Regions from separate parts of the Zea mays genome. Here regions 1, 3 and 4 are each linked to region 2. The links are chromatin contacts, called in public Hi-C maps. All regions are on one chromosome and are shown on one strand. Each heading gives the region's core, a stretch centred on a gene start, on an enhancer-like site or on the middle of the called end of the contact. The rest is flanking DNA. Distances are from core to core; before and after follow the strand shown.

The links. A called contact is a pair of places that touch in the nucleus more often than the background predicts.
Region 1: a contact with region 2 is called in a Hi-C map of endosperm, with 3 times the contacts expected there. The contact joins the promoter of LOC100382689 here to the promoter of LOC103625822 in region 2. A contact is called at or near these places in 4 of 25 Hi-C or Micro-C datasets (bundle sheath, ear, endosperm and 1 more).
Region 3: a Hi-C map of leaf shows a contact between it and region 2, with 4 times the contacts expected there. The contact joins the promoter of LOC103625824 here to the promoter of LOC103625822 in region 2. A contact is called at or near these places in 5 of 25 Hi-C or Micro-C datasets (ear, leaf and tassel) and 1 of 3 datasets of contacts at active chromatin or transcription factors (seedling).
Region 4: a contact with region 2 is called in a Hi-C map of tassel, with 2.1 times the contacts expected there. The contact joins the promoter of LOC100192115 here to the promoter of LOC103625822 in region 2. A contact is called at or near these places in 2 of 25 Hi-C or Micro-C datasets (leaf and tassel).

What each region holds. Positions count from the first base shown.
Region 1 is chr5:5,228,061-5,230,760 of Zm-B73-REFERENCE-NAM-5.0, reverse strand. It overlaps LOC100382689 (Drought and salt tolerance protein), which reads right to left and starts at 1,264. Exons shown (of 1, transcript NM_001175413.1): 1 at 1-1,264. The coding sequence starts at 920. The coding sequence ends at 78.
Region 2 is chr5:5,077,732-5,080,431 of Zm-B73-REFERENCE-NAM-5.0, reverse strand. It overlaps LOC103625822 (cullin-4), which reads left to right and starts at 1,321. Exons shown (of 17, transcript XM_008646220.3): 1 at 1,321-1,960. The coding sequence starts at 1,597.
Region 3 is chr5:5,259,783-5,262,482 of Zm-B73-REFERENCE-NAM-5.0, reverse strand. It overlaps LOC103625824 (transcription factor PCF6), which reads left to right and starts at 1,298. Exons shown (of 3, transcript XR_004849337.1): 1 at 1,298-2,700.
Region 4 is chr5:5,322,741-5,325,440 of Zm-B73-REFERENCE-NAM-5.0, reverse strand. It overlaps LOC100192115 (Ycf20-like protein), which reads right to left and starts at 1,389. Exons shown (of 6, transcript NM_001137538.2): 1 at 997-1,389; 2 at 682-729; 3 at 479-583; 4 at 242-360; 5 at 89-141. The coding sequence starts at 563. LOC103625825 reads right to left here. Exons shown (of 4, transcript XM_035958928.1): 4 at 2,264-2,700.

The DNA.
Region 1 (2,700 bases), core at 15-2,514, 150 kb before region 2:
GACACGCGTATCGTACGGATAGGCCGGCACATGATTAACAACCTTGGCGTGGCGTAGGTAGACGACGTATCGGAGTGCTAGAGACTGAGGTTGAGGTCGAGCTCCCCGGCGTCGTCGTCGTCGTCGTTGCTGCTTCCGCCGTCGGCGGCGCCGGCGCAGGAGGTGGTGAGCGTGGTGGTGGTGCTGGCCGGGGACGCGGCTGTGACGGCGGCCGAGGCGGTGGTGCCGTGGGAGCCCCTCCTCCAGTTGAGCATGTCATCGCGGCCGGCGCCGCCGGGCTGCTCGGCCGGCTGGTGCGTGGCGTAGCGCGCGCGGGGGGCCAGCACGGCCACGCCGCCGGCCTCGGCCGTCCCCGCCCCCGTGCCTGTCCCTGTCCCTGTCCCTGTCCCCGTTCCCGCCGACACCGCCGCTGCCTCGTGGGGCGCGTAGTAGTTGTAGTGCAGGCCGCTGGAGCCGTGCGAGGCGATGGGGAACGGCGCCGGCACCGGCACGGCGGGGGCGTACACGTGTCCCGCGTACGACGACGCGGGGAGGAGGCCGCCCAAGACCCCCGCGGACGCGCCCGCGCCCGCGACGCCGTAGTCGGCGGCGGCGGCGTAGGCGGGCGGGGCTGTGGGGCTCGGCGGCGCCGCATTGGGCTGCTGCGGGTGCGGGGTCATGTAGAAGTAGGGGTTCCAGCCGATGCTCCGCTCCTTCTTGTGCGCGTTCTGGTGGCCCCCCAGCGCCTGCGACTTGAGGAACTTCTTGTTGCAGAAGAGGCAGGGGAACAGGCGCACGTCCTTGCCGTCCACGCACGCCGTCGCCACGCCGCCTCCGCCCCCGGGTCCCGGCGGAGGCGGCGCGGGAGGCGCTGGCGTCGGCGCCAGGGACAGCGACAGGTCAGCCGCCGCCGCCGCCTGAGACCTGGAGTCGTCGTCCATGTCCGGATATCTGTGGGAGCCTGGGAGGAGGAAATGAAACTCCTTGACCGAGGCTGGGAGGAGGCTGTTCTGTTGCACGCCGACACGGGAGAGCTGGTGAGGGTGAGCTGATGAGAGGTGAGGGGAAGTGCGGTCTAGTCTGGTCTGGTGGTGGTCACTCTAGCTAGAGCTGTGGGTTTTCTATATATGGAAACGCGGACTAGGCCAGGCGGAGGCCAACAGCACAGCACAACAGCGCATCATTTTTTTTGGAGCTTCAGGTACTACTGCTGCTAGTGCCTTTTTTACATATATATTTGCAAACAGTGGTGGCGCTGGGAGTACTACTGCAAGCCTAGCACTGCAATGCTACGAGAGGAGGAGGAGGCTGTTCAGGGGTACAGCGTACTAGTGCATTATATGATGAATGAACACGTAATAAAGCTGAGAATTCTCACACGAGTGGATGAGGGGAACTCTCAACTCTCCCTGGACATCGAAAGGGGGGATCGACCGACGAAACGACAAGCCCACTCGCGAGCAGACGGGGAATATGTGCTGCGCCTGCGCCTGCGCGAGTGGAGGTCTCCGTCTGCCGGGTCCCGTCGCAGGGGGGCCCCGCGAGTCAGTCGCCGAGGCGTGCGGGCGCGGGCGATTGGGCGGCGAGGGGAGGCGGGCCGGCCACATGGTGCCGCGCCATAGGCGAGGAGGAGGGGTGGAGTGGAGCTCGGGGTCAGATCTCCCCCAGTACCAAGCAATTATTTGGTGCCCCCGCCGCGGGGCCCGCGGGGAAAACGAGGCTGGCCGGCCACCATCAGCAACAGGAGCAGGCAGTAGCGGCGGTAAAAGCCTAAAAGGAAAGCAATAGTATATGCTTTCTTTCCAAAAATATATTTAAGTCTTGTTTTTCTCAAAAAAAAAGTCAAACAGTTTATACTCTGAATAGAGGGGTGATTGGTTTCTATAGAGTGTGACTGATTTTTAGGCCTTTTATTTTATTATCTAAATTATCAAATACGAAAACTAAACGTATTTAATAATTTATGGAATAAAATATAACAAAATAGAATAAATTTGACTGACTAAAAATCACTCTGTAGAAACTAAACATCAACTAAGTTTACATAAAAAGATATAAAAACATAATATAAAGTAATTAACATTAGATCAGTTGCAATATAATTTTTTTATAACAAAATTAGTTAGAAATATAAATAGTATCAGTACTTTTACCATTAAGGGGGTGTTTGAATGCGCTAAAGGCTAATAGTTAGTTTTGGCTTAAAAAATTGGTAGTGGAATTAATTAACTAACAAATAGCTAGCTAACTATTAACTAACAACTATTAGCTAGGGTGTTAGATTGTCTCCAACTAATTTTAGCCAATAACTATTAGCTCTAATACATTCAAAAACCTCTAAATTTGAGCTCCACTGACATGTGTGGATACAAGGGGCCCGGGGTACGCAGTACTACTATAGTAGTAGAGATGTAGTACTGCTAGTTGCGTTAAATATTCAAGCCTGATACGTCTGGTGGTTCTTTCCTAAAAACGGAAGCCAGTCACTCGGACCAAGATTCCCAATCTGTACGTACTGTAGGTGGATAACAGCCTGTGCTCCGTGCAAGCTGGGGGGAGTATTATTATAAAGTCCACAGCATGTACGTTGAGCCTTGAAAGAGACACAGTATACTCCCTCCGGTGCAGTAAAAGAAGTCATCCTGCGCGTGATCGAGCGTGCACAAAAAGAAGTCATAGCGCGCGTGGGTCTGAGATTTGGACGTTGTTGCCCCTAGTAAT
Region 2 (2,700 bases), core at 72-2,571:
TCAGAAAGTAGTGTTGAAAGTGATGCCATCGCCAAAATGTGCATAGGCAATAATCATTTTAGCATGAGTCTACCATATGTTTGGTATTTGATTGTCACAACCAATTTGTAAAGCATACTGGAATGAAGGGTTGTTGACAATCTTGTCTTGGAAATATTTCAGCATACTTATTGTTTGACCGTATTCCATTTCACGTTGTCGCTTAATACATAAATACAATCTGAATGCAACACAGAGCAAAACCTTGATACATTTAGTTTATGCTCCATAATGCAATTTCACAATGGTGGCATACAAGTTCACATGAAGGTTTTGTATAATACGCACAATTCAAAGGTTCAAGATAAGTGGACACATGATTAGTGGTGGTACTGTACCTAGTGGGCAAGCATAGGTGTTTGTGGTGGCGTTGAGGCGTGGAGTCAACAAGCTATATATCGGTGTTTCGAAAAGAGAAAAAGACGATCCCTATGTCTACCGGTTCCTTTCCTTTTTTCTTCAGGCTAAAAACTAGCTCCAACAAGGAACTTTAAAGGGTTCTGTACCCTAAATTTAGAGGATCAGAACGTCCTCTACTCACTCCAACAACGTCCTCTAAACAATCCTCTAAATTTAGAGAACGCTGTTGGATTCTCTATATATAGAGTTTCTCTAAACGTTACTCTATCCATTTAAATACTTTAAACAACCGATTTAGCAAAACTAAAATATGTACAACACATTTGAGAGTATGACAAATATGTATGTACAAAAATTAAAAATAAAAAAATGTCTCTAATATATGTATTTGCGTATAGAGGACGTGATTTAGAGGACGTTGTTGGAGAGGAAGGATATATAGATGATAGAATCTTTTAGAGTAGACTGTAAAGGACGGATATAGAGAATAGATATAGAGGACGTTGCTGGAGATAGTCTAACCGTTTGCCGTGTAGAGATAAACAAACTACTTACTACTCCCTCCAGTGTCCTATCAATTGTTGTTTTGTATAAGGTCCGAATCAAACTTATAAAATTTTATCTATAATTGTTATTTAGTTTTTAAATCTAATATTTATATGCACCGATTTATCTTAAAAGTACTTGTATAAAAGTATAAATGTATTAAGAGTTCATTTGTATTTTAATAAAAAACATTGGTCAAAACTATATTTTAGAGACCGTATCGTTGTCCTAAACGATAATTAATAGAACAGCAGCACATGGAGTATGTTTTAGACATCTATTAACCAATAATTTAAACACATATTGACTAATGTTTTATTAACTAATTATTTTCTGATTAATTAGGCAACCAAAAGAGCCTCACTCCCTGAGTGTGCACTGTGCAGGGTGCCAGTGCCACAGCTCCACACCAGTTCACACACGGACACACCCGAAATCCCACCTCAGCAAAAATCAAGAAGAAAAAAGGAAAAAAAAGACGCGAAACCCTTCCCCCGCCCCAAGCCCCCAACCCGATCTCTCTCATCAGCTCGCTCTTTCCTGTCCCCTCTCCGCCACCTCACCGCCGGCTCGCTCAAAAATCCTCGCGCCGGACGCCGGCCCTGCCTCCGCCTCCGCCTCCGCTGCGCCATGCCCGTCGGCGCCTGATTCATGTCTCAGTCCTACGCCGCCGCCGCCTCGAAGCGCCCCTTCTCGTCCCCCACCACATCTCCGTCCCCGACGTCATCCCCTGCGACGCCGCTTATGAAGAAGGCCAAGCATCCCGCCGCCGCCTCCTCCTCTTCCGTGGGGACCGTAGAGAAGAACGGCATCCAGCTTGATACCGTTGCCGCCGCCATGGGTGGGGGCCGAACGAATGGCGAGGAGGATGCGGACATGGTGCTCGTCAACCAGGACAAGCTCCCCGCGCCCAGCGTGCCGGCCTCTGCTGGCGTTGCCGCCAACCTCTTTCGAAAGAAGGCCACGCTCCCGCAGCCGTCGACCTCCGCCCGCAAGCCGCTCCGCATCAAAATAGGTGCGCTCCCAATCTCTTATTATTCGGAATTCCTTACTCTGCGAGTCTGTTGCGACTAGTCGCCACTGAAGGGGCATGTGGCTGCAATTGATTCCAATTCTGTTGTTTCGGATATGTTACTTCCCAGCTCGTGGGCTAGCTCTAAGTTTTTTGGTTGCCTGGTATTAGGGTTAAAATTCACTAGCAGCAACTATCAGTTCACAGATCACTTGCTCAGACGCCACCTGGACCCACCTAAATTTAGCTCTTTGATGGATGCAACATAAAAATTGGATCTGTACATTGTTTCTGGAAAACTCGTGTTCGGTAGCCTACTATGGCATTTTAGGTTTTCTTTTGTTGGGAATTGATTATGGTTTGGGGCATTTCATATTTTATACCTGTTCATACCATCACACTAATCAGGAGGGATTTGACATAGGAAACATGATACTTCTGTTGAGCGACTTGTGTTTAGTTGTTTGCTTCTGTATATTTCAAGTACTTACTTTGTTTTGTCACACTGTTTATCTATCTTTCTGATTAACCAGTAGCCACTCATACACATTTGATTAATATATATGTAAAAGAGAGACAGCCAACCAAGAAGACAAGAAGGATCTGTTTTCCACTAAGAAGAATTAGGCGCTTTAAAGTTGCAGCGTTTTATGTTTTTTCGTGAAACGTTGCAGCGTTTTATGTCCCGAGTAGCGCTTTAGCACTTAAAAGGCGCTTAAGTGCCTTTTTAATAACCATGGCAA
Region 3 (2,700 bases), core at 49-2,548, 180 kb before region 2:
CAGCTCCGCCGGACGCTGTCGCTGGTGCCTGCGACGCTTGCCGGCATGTAGAGTACATGCTGCGAGCGCGAGGCTTATTGAGACTCCAAAACAGTCCCGAAACGCCAATCCCGGCCTGCGGCCTGCGACTGCGACCAAAGCTTCCCGGCACTTTCGAGGTGTGGTCCTTTTCACGACGAAAGGTGGCGGGCGCCACCTGCACTGCACGCCGCGCCGCAACGGACAGCCAGCCAGCCCGCAGCCCCTACCCGCCCTCTACGGACCTTTTCTCGTCTCCACCACGCACACAACCCTCGTTGACCCCAAAAAAAACTGAAAACTTTGCGCTAATTTTCTCCGTACTGTGATAGTGTTGTGCTAAGTGTCTAGTAGTAGCTAGTACTAATGGTACATGTAGGCGCCGCCGAGAGCACTGGCAGAAATGACCGACTGTCGCATCAATGTCATCCAGGGGGGACAGCGTTTCTGCCCGTCGACGTGTGCAGCAGCAGCGTGCCAGCGTGCTACACCGAACAGGCGATCTCGTGTGTGCCTGCCGCCGTCATCCTTTCCCTTCTTCCGCCGGCCCCCGGCCGGTGCTGGCGCGCGGTCAGAGAGACCCGACCCGAGCAGATGTCAGCACGCAGGGCGGGCCGGGCAAGCCATTGCCAAGTGCCAAGCCAGCGCCCGGACCAGCGAGCGGTGCGGCGCGGCGCGGCGAGGGAATTATTGGGTCCTCTCGTCGGCGCCAACCACGCCGCGGCCGCGCTACGGTCGCCCGCCGAACCGAAAGGGGCAAAGCCGTTGCGCTGCGCAGTAGTACCAGGACGTGGAATTTATTGGGCACCACCAGATGCGAGTGGGCCTGGGCGAAGCGCCTAGCTTGGGGGCCTGAGCCTGGCTCATACACATTTGTGCTGCGATTAGACTAGTAAAATAAAATAAACGATGTAGCGTGTAACGATCGTGTAGACTAGTAATATAAAATACCTATGTTTTCCACGCTGAAAAAGAAACAAATTAGAAACTACACGTATGAGGCTATGAAGTGATCCGGTCCTCCGTGCCGTTTTTTTATCCATCCATAAAGAGTAGACCACGGTTCTTGAATCATTGACCAAAGTACGGGATCAGCGCGGAGTGGGGATTTGGCGCCGCCTCGATCGCATTCGCGGGCGCCGAGGGCAGAATAGGCAAGCTGTGGAAACGCTATCCGGTACGCACGGCACGGCATCCGGCGCCGTACGGCCGCGGCAGGCGGCATCACTCCCCAGTCCGCAGTAGTACAGTGCGCGAGAGGCGACAGCGTGCCGAGACCCCCCCACCCGACGCGTTCATCAGTGACTAGTGTACGCGGGGCGTGGTAGGGTACTAGGGTAGGGCAGGGCACCGAAAGGCAGTGCAGTGCCGCAGACGGCAGATCTGACCTCCCCCTAAAGCCTGCCGCCGCCGCTGTCTCTCGCTACCCGCGCTGCGGCTCTGCCCCTGCCCGCAGCAGCACAGCAGTACCGCTGCACCGGGCACCACGAAGCAGCTTCTGCCGCTCCGCACTTCCGCAGCGCCCCGGGCGCGAGGAGAGAGAGAGAGAGAGACCGACGGAGGCAACGAGCGCCCGCCGCGCGCCCAGTGTGGCAGCGCGCGCGGGAGCCGGGAAAATGTTGCACGGGGGTAGGAGCACGGGCGGGCGATTAGGCAGGCGTGGCAGGGCAGCGTAGGGATAAGACCGTGCGAAGAGCTCGAGCAGCAGCACAGCAGCCGGGGCCCCGACGGACGGACGCGGCCGGCGCGCTCGACCGCCAAGCACGCCGGGGAGCACCAGCCGTTGCCTCATTCCAGCAGCTACACCGCCAGGCGCCAAAGCCCACGCGCCTGCCTGGAGCTCCATCTTCCACTTCCACCCCATAAAAGCGCTGCATTCCTCCTCACGGCTATCTCCCGCCGCGCCAGCAGCCAGCGTATGAGCAGCGCCTGCGGCTGCGGGCGGCGCCACTAGGGGGATGGAGGCAGCAGCCGTGGGCGCCGGCGCGCCCGGCCGCTCCCAGCAGCAGGGCTCCAAGCGCGGCCGCGGCGGCGCCGTGAGGGGCAGCGAGGCGGAGGCGGCGTGGGGCCAGCCGCCGCCGCCGCCGCCGCCGCTGGGCCCGGGGGCGGGGTCCCGGATCTACCGCGTGCGGGCTAGCGGGGGCAAGGACCGGCACAGCAAGGTGTACACGGCCAAGGGCATCCGCGACCGCCGCGTGCGCCTGTCGGTGCCAACCGCCATCCAGTTCTACGACCTGCAGGACCGCCTCGGCTTCGACCAGCCCAGCAAGGCCATCGAATGGCTCATCAACGCCGCCGCCGCCGCCATCGACAAGCTCCCGGAGCTCGACCCGGCCGCCTTCGCCGCCCTCCCCGCGCCGGGCGACGCGGATGCCGCCGGCAAGGACAAGCAGCAGCAGGGGAGCAAGTCCGCGGGCAGCAGCACGTCGGAGACGAGCAAGGGATCCGAGCTCTCGCTCTCGCGCTCCGACAGCCGCGGGGGCGCCTCCGCCCGGGACAGGGAGGTCACCGTGGCCAGCACCTCGGCGCAGGCCGCGTCCTTCACCGAGCTGCTCACCGGGGTGGCGTCGGCCGGCGCCATTAGCGCCGCCGAGCACAGGCAGTCCTGGCATCACCAGCCCAACGTCTCCGCGGCCGCCGCCGGCTGCGTCGGCATTGCGCACAACGGGAAAGGTGCGCACG
Region 4 (2,700 bases), core at 140-2,639, 240 kb before region 2:
TTTTGTGTAGCTGAAAGACCAAACCCAAAAAAGTAAGCACAATCTCCCAGTCATCCAAGAAAAGGCCATCCATAACAGTAACACTTACTGCTTATCTGCTGCATCACCTCTGACACAGACACCCTCAACAATTGGATTCACCTAATTGCACAGAACAGAATCCCATGATTATTAAACTATGAAATGAAAACATACTGGACTTCAACACCATGAGTAATCCTGGTGTCATCTGTCATCTCACCGTGCCAAATATGGACATGGACGAGGAATCGATGCGAGGACGAGCCTTGAGGCTGCTAACCTCAGCATTGCTGAGCTCGGATAGCCTACATGACTTCATCACGCTACTGGTAGTTAACCCTGAAAATCAGGAAGCAATGCTAGATTCTATGAAACAGAGACCAACAAACCTTAGGAACTCGTCGTGGCTGGCAGGAGCAGCAACATCAAAAAATATAATAAACCAACAAGCGTGCACCTCTAGATTTGAGGACTCTGTCAGATGAAAAGATGAGCCCAGAAACGAGCGGCGACAGCACTGGCGGAGCGCTCAGGCTGCCCATCAACAGAGAGTGATTCAATTCTGCAATGTCACAGAGTGTCATATGCGAGGGGAAGGGAGCGCGAAAATTGAACAGAAACCGAGATCGCGGGGGAATGGAGGTAGAGGGAGAGACAGACCACAACGTGACGGTGCGCGTGGTAGGGTTCGTCCAGCGTCCAGCGCACCTAGAATTTGACAAAGAGTAGGACTCTAGCCAGCGACGGAAAGTAGCTACAATTTTTTTTTAAAAAAAAACTAATTGATACGACGATTAAGCCGCATGTTTCACATAAAATTGTTAATAACATTACATAGTACACTTCTACTTTTAATTGTGAATAATCTATAATTTTTAGATTTATGATTCTACAGATAATAGAGAGATACCAGATGCTGGAGGGATTGAGAGGGAGGGCCGCCTCGGAGGGTGGAGCGGCAGAGGGGAGATGTACCTGCCGCTTGGCTGCTCTCACCGGCCACCCGCGTGAGACCACAGCTGGGTAGCCTTCAGCGCTCAACCTGCGCCTTAGCCAGCCCGTCGTAGCTCGTAGCCGCGTGGTTGCTGCTATGGACTCCGGTGCCGCCGCCGGCTGGCTAGCATGCCCACAGGCCGCAAAGCACACAAATCGGGCAGGGCCCGAGGCGCGGGCCAGTTCGGCTCCGGCGGCCAGGGTCTTGGATTTTGCGGTTGCGGACGAGAGGAACTGGGACTGGGAGTCGTCGAGTTCGAGTCGGGAGTCGAGATCGGGACTCCTGTGCGCTGCGGCCTGCGGAAGTGCGGATGCGGGGCTGCGGGCGTCGGGGCGTCGGGGCGTGCGGCGTGAATCGTGAATTCGTGATTGGAGAGGGAACTAGTGTGATATCCTGTCACTAAGATTTGATATCACGCTCTAAGGTTTAATATAATTAATAAAGTATTTATATTAATAAGGTGAATTTTTTTTGGAAACATATCTCGAAAGAAACTCTAAGTTAAGTGTGTTTGGTTTGGAGAGATTTAGAACGGGTGATTGACCGAGAAGTTTTCTCGGGTGTGCATAAGTGAGGACAAAGTGCACACAAAGACACTGTTGGTCTGTAGAGACAATATATAATCCTAGCGAGCTATCAGGAGTAAATACCGCCGGTCCAGGATTGGACGGGGTGTTACAAGTGGTATCAGAGTCGACCCTCGCGGTTTTACGGGCCTGTGTGGGGTAGGGGTTCGCGTATATGACGCATAGCGTATGTGGGCCCAGAGTGGTCACATGACATAGCATGACGACACTAGACACACAGACGTGACTAAGATGGGAGGTTCCTGGATTGGGGTTGACCGACGATGACGCCAGTTTTCTAAGGGGGTGGATTGTGATATCCTGGCCCTCTGAGATGGCGATATACTAGTCCAAAACTTAATAGAATTAATACAGTATTCATATCAATAAGGTGCATCTTCTTTTTTGAAAGTCTATCTAAAAAGAACCTCCGAGTTAAGCATTCTTGGCTTGGAGAAATTTAGTATGTGTGACCGACCGAGAAGTTTTCTCGGGTGCACATGAGTTAGGACAAAGTGTGCACAAAAGACACGTGCTGGTATGTGGAGACAATATATCCTCCTAGTGACCTGCCAGGAGTAAGTACCGTCGGTCCAATATTAGACGGAGTGTTACAATTAGCCAGGGCACCTGCTACTCGTTGTGTGCCTGTGCCAAACAGATGTTCTAAAAAAACGTGACCTATAAAAATGACATATAATTTAAAAATAAGTATGGTAGCAAGTATAAGTTGATGAACCATTAGCCAAACCTCAATAGATACAATCCAATTAGAGACGATGTCTGGTCTAAAATAAGGCACGACCAGAAAATTATAATTGTGTAAAAACAATGGACGCGCTGGAACATAGTGAATATCTTTGTGTCGAATTTAAACTGAACATAGTGAATGTCCCTAATGCAGGCCTGTAACATTTTATCTTTGGAAATTCAGGATGTCAATTGACTTGAGAAAAGTATCTCGGAGAGAGGAACAAGGAATCACATATCTGAATGGCCTGAAATGATCCTACTAGATTATCACATGGCTCAGCTTCTAGCTAGTGAATATTCAAGAGTGTCAATTTCAGTTGGCATCAAGTCATCAGCATGTTTGGACAACTTTTCAGTTGTTTCCCT